Regions from separate parts of the Gossypium hirsutum genome. Here region 1 is linked to region 2. A link is a contact called in public Hi-C data. All regions are on one chromosome and are shown on one strand. The core of a region is the stretch at or near the end of the contact, and the rest is flanking DNA. Distances in the headings are between cores, read along the strand shown. Region 1 has its middle 3.4 kb from the start of LOC107957125. Region 2 has its middle 67 kb from the start of LOC121229556.

Region 1 (4,546 bases), core at 1,243-3,742, 180 kb before region 2:
GTCAAGAAATAACAAGTTATTAAAAAAAAGAAAAAGAGAAATTAATTACATCATATAATTTGAATAAGCAATGGCGTTTTGTAAAATGATTTGTGGTTTTGTTATAAGATACATGCACATTAGTATCACGACTAGATTCAATTTATTTTATGAATTGAAATGGACATATCATGCAACAAACATCTGTTAGGGTTTGCATCGCAATTCGCAACAAATGAGAGAAACAAATACATTCTACTATTTTCATTCTATCTTGTCTATCGGATAAGAATGGATCCTTCTGACAAGGTGCTTATAACCATTCAAGGTTTAACTGAATGGGCTGAAGACGCATAACAATCGTTGAATCCTTGCCAGATCTTTTTGGTTAGGTTAGGTGTACGTAACCAAGGGAGGTTTAACTGTGCAGCCATAACATTTGCCCTCTATTTGTGACCGCACAACTTTTATCACTATCATCATTACTTATCCAACCAGCCGCACCATTGCTTGCTACAACCCATACAAAATCACAAGTAATATATTTCAAACTCCAAACCACGTTTTCAACTGTCCCAAGACTTAACCACTTCTCACACCATGCAAAATATAACTGATAACAGCAGAGCTATGAGACAGTGGGGAAGCCAGGGCTGGTAGGAGTTTCAGCCCCTAAAATAAAAAAATAAAAAATTCATTTAGATTTTTACATTACATGAAATAAATTTTCTTTGAAAGTTGAGTGATTCTTCCAATGTTTATATTTAAAAGTCTTCAAACTTCAAGTTTGATTATTTTCAACTCCTCTTTTTAGGGATTTCATAGAGTCCAAGTCTAGTCATTGATATTTTTAAATACAAATTATTCAATGATTCCATAAGACTAATCTATCATTCTTCTCTTTTTATTTCACTTTAAATCTTTATTTTTATCTTTATCTTTAGATTCAATTAATCTTAATTGGAGTTTTAGTCAAATTCGCATTCCTAAAATCCACGTTCATCAAATACAAGGATCCAATTCACTGTTCTTTCCGACTTGATTCTCTTCTTTTAAATTTTAAATTCTAACTTTGTGGTTTCTTGTGCTACATCCTTGGCTTTTGCATCAATAGGTGGTTAAAGGCCATTTACGTGGTGATGGTGCCAAAATTCATTGGAGTTAACTTGTTGAGGAGTCGAGTAACTCAAGTAGTAGACCAGAAAAGTTCTTTTTTTTTCTCCTTCTAACAGTTGGAGATGTTTTCTATATCCTAGGACAGGTGTTCAAGACGAGAGTGTTTAGGAGTTAAAAGTCATTATCAGCCTATTGCATGTTTATAGTAAGGGTTAGGTTAATATTCGAATCGAATTATTATTATTAAATTACTTTTAATTAATAATTAAATTGAAAGTTTTTTAAATACAATCAAATCGAATATTTTAATTAATTTGGTCGGTTAACCGAATTTTATATATTTTTGTCTTTTAGTTAAAATAAGTATAAAAATATAAAAAAATTATATTACTAATGTTCATTTTCTTTTATTTAATAGTTCAAAAAACTTTAAATGAGGTGAAGACAACAAATAAGATATTAAAAATATTACAGAATTATTAAAAGTCAACAACTAAACACTACGTAAGTCTTGAAAACAATAAATATATTTCAGTTAATTGGTTAATTCGATTAATTACTGAATTTCGAACCAAATTAACCGATAATTAAATTTTTAAAAATTCATTAACCGGCTTCAACCGATTAATTAGATTTTAACCTAACTGTGAATCTTTCTGGCAGTATTCTTTTGGCCAAGTATTCATAACTATTAATGGTTTGTTTAAGTTAGGGGCGACACCACCTCCTAAACAGGAAATTTTATTTTTAATCCTTTAAATTTTTAAAATTGTACATAATAAAATTTTACTTTCAACTTCTAAAAATAATAAAATTATAATTTAATCCTTTAAAAAATTATAAAATATAAATCATTAAAATAATAAAATTATATTTTAACTCTTATAAAAATATACAACTTAATTTCAGTCTTTCCATAAAAATTTCCTACCTTCGTTAGTTCAAGTGGAGTTTGACTAAGGTGCTAAAAAGACACAATAATATTAATTTTATAGTTTTTATAATTAAAATTATAATAAAATAAGAAAATATTTGATACACTACTACAAGTAGAGTCAAGAAGTTAACAAGTATTTTATAGAGTATAATAAAATATTAAAATATAAGTATTAAAAAACACAACAATTTTCTAAGATTATTTGTAAAATAAAAAATATATACCGATAATGTACATACTAACTTATAAAATATTTTTTTTTTTGAAGAATCAACTGGGCTTTTATAAAAGACTAAATCAGAAATACATAAAAAAACAGTCACCCATATTAATGGACTGAAACCCAAAAGAAAAACAACAAATAAACTTGAAAAAACTAAAGAATCAGGCCTAACCGATCAGGAAGGCCCCCTAAACAAAACAAAATTCAAATAAATAATAAAAAAAAGGAAACCTAATTAAATGCCCCGTCAATCACCACAGTTGGATGCCATTTTCTCTTGTCTTTTCATGTCACCATTTCAGCTTTTATGATAACAGTTCCCAAACATATCTTTACTCTTCTGCTATCAATTTCTTTGAAAACCTCTCTCATCTCTTTCATCTTGACTCTTCGGTTCTCAACCTGGCTGCCTTAGTCTTCGATTCTCCCTCCAACGATGAGCATGGTCCGGATCCTCCCCCTGCAGTTAATATCCTATTCCTCTCTTCAAGGCTTCTTTGGCAAGGAAATAGGCACAATCATTTTCTGATCTAGGGATAAAATGAAACTCGATATTCTGAAAATAAACCTTTTTGCTTTGAATGTCTCTGATGAACGCTCCTATAGTCAATTTGTCCGGATCTTTTGATTGGCATTTTTTTATCACTGTTTTAGAGTCCCCCACTATTTGTAAACTGTTAAAACCCATTGAAATGGCTAACTGAATCGCTTGTAACCCGGCATCTGTTTTCGCTGCTAGCGGTGTCGGTATATCGGAGTGGATAACCGTTTTGGATACCAAGATCACACCCCTTTCATCACGGACAGCCAGACCCGAAGCAGATCTGGAGGATCCCTTGTCAAAAGCCGCATCAAATAAGACAGTTACCGTCGTGCTTCTTGCCGTGTATTCATGACCTTTATCAACATTTAAGGTAAATTTTTTCTGTTCCACTCCATGCAACTCCGAAATGTAGCTGATGACTTGATTTGAGATATCTCTGCTTGTAGAGTTCTTTCTTTCGTAAACTAGCTGATTTCTGCATGTCCAGATTGACCATAGTACGTAACAGAAGAGTCGACATTGCTCAATATTTCCTCGTCTAAAAACCCAGGTGAGCCACTCCCATATACTGTTAAGATCATAATGACATACCCAGGCGAGATTTAAATTTGACCACACATCTATTGCTGTAGGACAGTGCCGGAAGATATGGTTGCTATCTTCCTCAGGGTTATGACATTTGGGACAGATAGCTGCTACGACCACTTTTTTATTCTTGAGATTTGATAGAGTAGGAATATAGTTCCATGAAATTCTCCAGTTTGTAATTTTAATTTTCGGAGGGAGATGTAAATTCCATAATTTCCTGTAGAAATCTCTAGTCTCAGTTTGTAAATAATTATTACTAGGACCCGAATTAGCCTCTTGTAATAGTTTATAGGCACTTCTAACTGAGAATTCGCCTGATGATTCCCCCCGGCACACACTTGAAAGTCTTCATAAGTTGTCTCTGCCAGAGGGATCTACAATATTTTCTTTGCAACGTCTGCATTAAAAGTACTAATGATTAAATCTGTATTCCAAGTTCTGCTAGCTGGATCAATCAAATCTGATACTGTCTAATATTTTCATTACTAGTCCCATTCTGTAATCTGTCTATTTTAGCTCCCAATATCCATAAGTCACCCCAAACGGAAATACGTTCCCTCGTGTCAACCCTCCAACATAGTCCTTTATCCAAATACCTTTTGTTGCCCAGACACTCTTCTAGGTAAGCGAAGGTAAATTTCCTAATTGCGCATTGGAGAAATCTATATTTGGATAATACTTTGCTTTTAAAACACGATTAAGCAAAGAATTATGAAAATTAATAAGACGCTACCCTTGTTTGGCTAATAACGCAATATTAAATTTATCCAGATTTTGAAAACTTAATCCACCATCATCTTTCAAAGAGCATAAACCATTCCAAGTACACCAATGAATGCCTCTTTTATCTCGAATTTTCTGCCACCAGAATTTGGCAAAAATGCCTTCTATTTCAGCACATAGAGATTTAAGGAGTAAGAAACATGCTATACTATAGGTTGGAATGGCTTGTAGAATGGCCATTATAAATACCACTTTTCTGCCTTGAGATAGATGTTTAACACTCCAGCAATCAATTCGTTGTTTAATTCTGTCTCTCAAATTTTGAAATGCCAACTTCTTTCTTCTGCCCACCTTATTAGGAAGACCAAGATATCTTTCTGGGACATTCGAACTTCGTACTCCAAGAATCCTGAAAATTGTTGTTTTGTCCCCCTCC
Region 2 (5,154 bases), core at 703-3,202:
TCAAAAATCCACCAACGGCCTCATGAGCTAACACCTCTTCTTGTGGCGCCCAACTCACTCTGTATCCTCTTTTTTGAGTCCCTTCGATAAGCTCGATCGGTATACTGACCCCTTTATCATCTCCGCCGCCATTTTCAGGCATGTTATCGGGCCTTAGAACCCATAAAAACCGTTTCCCACTATTGACAAGCCCGAACCAGAACTCGAAAACTTGCTCCCTTGACAACACTGCAAGGCTGCCAAAACTTACATAAACAACGGATCCTTTTTGTTGCTTATCAAGCCATGACAAGCAACTTCTATCGACTTTCCGAAAATTATTCGAGGATGGACCGGAAGATGTTTGATCTGACTTGAAAAGTCTAGTCTTCAAGTGTAGATTGAGAGGTCCAATTGTGTAGATTTTGGGAAACTTAGTTCGCATATGGGATAATATTGGTCCTTCTAGGTCTTCAAAGGTGTTTAATAACAGTCCGCGGGCTTCGGAATTTTTTCTCGTTTCTTGAGCGATCTGTTGGAGAATTGAATCTTTGGTGTCGCTTGCTCGGCAAAAACTTGGAAGATCTCGACATCTAAGAAAAGCTTCCATGCCTGGAACACTTGTTATTAGTCGATCCATATCTTCATTTCCTTCCACAAACACATGTAGTTTTGTCAGAGGCCTTATTTGATATCAGAAATCACGTGTATGTCTGGAAAGTACAGATTTACAACATAGATATGTAGTTAAAAATAAAATACTAAAATATAAATAGCCAAATATATTATTATATATGTAATTTCATGTCAACTTATCATTTTTACATATTACTCATTAAAAATTTAATTAATGAATTAATGACTGTGATTTATATTAAGATTGAAATTTCAAAATTCGAAAAAATATAAAAATTTAGAATGATCCAAATAAAGAAAATAAACTAAATTGATAACTTTATGAATAGTACGAATAATTAAATTTAACCAAACGAATTTAATTATTACTGCTGAGGTAAGACTAAAATTTTATATTTTAAAAAATAAAGAGAATAAATTTGACTAGTTTAAAAAGTACAAAAACTAAATCTATAACTTTTTAGAAAGTATAAGAATTAATAGCAAAATTAAATTATATATAAAACACGGTGAGGTGGATACACACGGACTAGAAATTTTATTAAAGAAATCGACCCCTATAAATTTGAGACAAATCAAAACCGGGATTTTCTCTCATCGTAGTGTGAACCCAAACTCTAATAATTAGTGTAGAATTTTCATTTATCTTCGCTTCCAGAAGACACTGGATTCGAATTTGAAGTTTAAGAAATAGCGTCTTATGATTAATGGATGAGTTAAGTTGTTAAAAAGAAAGGAATAATACCTTTGATAGGAAGCTCCCCAGCATGGATCATATCAGGGATTGCAAAATAAGCCCAGAGACTGCAAGCACTAATGGTACGAAACTGAATGATGGGAATTCCAAGCTCATCAGCAATATCAAGTGCGAGCCCTAAGACCCCATCTCCTATAATACAATCCACTTTCGGCTTACTATTAACCAGCATTTCCTTGAAAAGTGGTTTGGTTATCAATTCCAAACCATCAAAGAGCTTCCTCACAAAATCACTGCCTACTCTGGGATGATCGTCAGGGACACCATCTAGTATGGTCTTGAATTGGAATCCCGCATATTTGGCGAAGCGGGAAAGAATATCGGTGTGACGAAGAAGTTGTTGATGGATGAAGTGGGAGTTTAGGAAGGTGACCTTGAGGCCTGCATGTGCTAATAGCTCAGCTAGCTTCAGCATGGAGTTGACATGGCCTTGTGCCGGGAGAGGGAAGATTAGTACATGAGATGATGATGTGTGTGGCTGTTGTTGTTGTTCTTGCTCCATTTTCTTTTGCAAGATTTGATTTCTTCTACTTGCTTTATGATTGAAATACGGCAATAGGAGGACCATTTGGTTTGCCATACCGAGTGGACATGGTGAATGGGAGACGTGACCGACAGGATAGTTGATAGTTACTAGAAGGATAACGTAGTGAAAAAAAATGATATTTCTTTTAAATTTTTTAAAATATAAAAATTGTAAAACTTGATAAAAAATCATAACAAAATATAGAAAATAAGATAAAAATTACAAAATAGATTATAGAAAATTATAGAAATTATTTATGACTTAAAAAGGGTAAAAAAATAGCCCACTTGGATGAAATTTAACAATTTCTCTCTGCTCATTTTCTACTCCTTGAACTTCAATTAATTTTATTTTATTTTGATAATATACAATTAAATTATTACTATCTACCTATCCATTGTAACAACATACCCACATCACAAATTTATTTTCTTCATTCACCACTTCAACATAAAAAAAAATAGACAAATTACAAAACATGGTATAATTTTAGAAAATATTTTTCCCTAAAAACATGGTATAATTCTAATAGCACCAATTAAAATGAAAAATAAGAGCTTTTTTTAAACTGTTAGAGAATGCTTAGACAAATTTGAAGGAGAGAGTTTTCCGGGTGATTATATTTACGAGCTTTGTTGCATAGTGTTAGCATATTATTAGGGTTAGAATCGAGTGAAAATATTTTAAATTAATTGAGTTCACGAGTTTTACTTTATCATCCTAACTCAATTTGAATTTTTTTCAAATCGAGTCGAGTGAAATAAAATTTGAATCGAGTCAGATCTAGCGAAATTGTTCGAGTTAAATTAAAAAAAATATATGTTAAATAAAAATATTATTATAATATAACTAATTCTATGTTAGAGCACATAAATTTGAAACCATATATATTTGAAAATTTTTCAAAGCAAAATAATAATAAAAATAAGTTACTTGAGTATGATAAATTTAAATCATTAATTAGGTCCCTACAATTGTTATTTTGCAAAATTTTTAAAATTTTAACTTTTTTATATATATTTTTAAAATGTAAATTTTGAAATTTTTATAAACATTTTGAAATTTAAAAATTATTTTGAATTATTTTGTAATTTTTGTTGAGAAAGAGACCAATTTGCTTAATTTCAAAATTGATAAGCACCAAAAGGGGGTATTTACACCAATTTGTTATTCGAATTGTAAAATTCAACTCGACTTGAGTTATTCGATTTGATTCGAATAATTCAAATAACTCGATTCGATTAACTCAAAATTTAAAAAAAAATTAATTTTTTTAAATCGAATCGAGTTTTGCTCACCCCTAACTATGACGAGGCACCATGCAAGTAGATTTGGGAGAAATTAGAGAGTTTTGAATCATTTTGTTTGATTTGATTAAAGTTTATTGAATTCAATTTATTTTTTGTTCTTAAAATGAAAAAAAATATATTTTTCATAATTTTCTATAATTTTTTTAATTTTTTATCATTTTTATAATTATTTATAATTATTATTTATGATTCTCCAGAAATTTTTATAATTTTCTATAATTATTTGTTTTTTAGTAATATCGCTAATAATTTTTATAATTTTTAGCAGTTTTTGTGATTTTTTATATTTATAATTTTTTAAATAATTTTTATAATGGTGTGTTTTCTATTATTTTTATACTTTTTAAAAAATTATTAAAAATGTATTTTTCATGTACCACATAGCGAACATACCCTAAAAAAAATAGAACCGTCACACCTTACCTATCAATCGTGTGTGGTTGTTGTTTGTTTGTTTTTGTTCTTTAGACATTTTTATTCACAATAATTGAACTTCGGATTTTTCTCTGAAAATTTTGGCTTTGGTTCTACTCGCTTTATGATTGAAATGCAAATGTTAAAATATTTTGTTAGTTGTTGTATTTGTTTAGAATTTGAGATTTAGTCTCTTTATTTTAAAAGTTATAATTTTAATTCTCCTACATTTTCAATTCAAAAATCTTAGTTCAATCTCTATCATTGTTGGTATTTTTTGTCAATAGTTGTCAATTTTATATTTTTTCTATCACATGTCATGTCATATGAGAACAACTTGAGTAAAATTTCAAGTTAGACAAATTTTGATAAAAAATACTTACAATTTTAAAGAATGAGCTGAGATTTTTAAATCAATAAAGTAGAAGGACTTAATTTTTAAATTTTTAAAAACAAAAGCTAAATATCAAATTCTGTACAACTACGATGACTAATAGTGTATTTTAACCAAATGGAAAAAAAGTGATCCTAACGGTGATGTGGATTAGTATTTACGTTTATCGTTCTTACACTTTTTAATTCAGAAAGTATCAGTTTAATATTTATGATTTAATTTATACTTTATAATATTGTTTAATTCTTTAAAAATTAGAATGTTCCACAGGAATTATTGAAATTTAATAATATGTTTTGGTTTTTTGTGTGACTTTTCTATTAAATCATTAAGGTGACATTTTTTTAGCATTATAATATATTTAACATTTCAATATTTATAGATTCTTTTAAGTTAATCTTAATTTTAAATAATTTAAAATTTTTAGCAATTAATTTTACATATTACACATTTTTTTCAATTTAATTTTACTTCTTAAAAATTCAAAATTAAAAAAAAACTATAAAAAATAAAAAAAAATTAAAAGTTCATTTTTTCATAAAAATACATAATATTTTATAAAATTTCATACAAAATTATAAATAAATGAATACCCACTTTTTTCTTTTTCTAACATAGAATTTATTAATTAAAATAATACTTTTATAAATAAATTATTTTTTAAAAAACCCACACTAAAAACTTAAAACTTTTTTTTTTTTTTAGTTTATGTTATAAAGAATAAATTTTATTATACATCCTCCTTAATCCTCATTGCTGAGCATTGGGCACCACCTCTGCTCACTACCATTGACACCAATAACTTTTACTCCGAATTCTTCGATTTCCATGTCCTCCTTCATCACGCTATAATATTAGGAATTGGTTGTAGAATTGCTAGTATGGCTTTTCACCTACTAAGTCTTCAAGACTTTATCCTCATATATACCTTTAATCATGTTCGCCTCAAACCTCAAACGCAATAAACTCATTCTAGGCAACAATCTAAAGACACCAATTCTTGTCCTTTTCCACCTTAGGTTATAGTTTTTAACTCACTTAAACATGGTGTTCATTGATGTTTAAATAAAATAAAAAAAGGGGGAAGTTGAATCCGCCGTAAGCCTTTTTAATGTTTTTCCCCTTAATTTTTTTTATT

What was found. Hi-C and Micro-C count contacts between places; a contact is called where the count stands out from the background.
Region 1: a contact with region 2 is called in a Hi-C map of leaf, with 1.9 times the contacts expected there. The contact joins two enhancer-like sites. A contact is called at or near these places in 6 of 34 Hi-C or Micro-C datasets (callus and leaf).

Annotation. Positions count from the first base shown.
Region 1 is chrA05:95,911,422-95,915,967 of Gossypium_hirsutum_v2.1, reverse strand. No RefSeq gene overlaps it. Among protein-coding and RNA genes, the nearest start is that of LOC107957125, 3.4 kb to the left of the region's middle. Within about 2 kb of position 2,492, at least 7 of the 9 cell types and tissues checked have an H3K27ac peak or open chromatin away from gene starts, as enhancers often do. A contact at or near this core is called in leaf, where this site is marked.
Region 2 is chrA05:95,732,374-95,737,527 of Gossypium_hirsutum_v2.1, reverse strand. It overlaps the pseudogene LOC107957119. Among protein-coding and RNA genes, the nearest start is that of LOC121229556, 67 kb to the right of the region's middle. Within about 2 kb of position 1,952, at least 5 of the 9 cell types and tissues checked have an H3K27ac peak or open chromatin away from gene starts, as enhancers often do. A contact at or near this core is called in leaf, where this site is marked.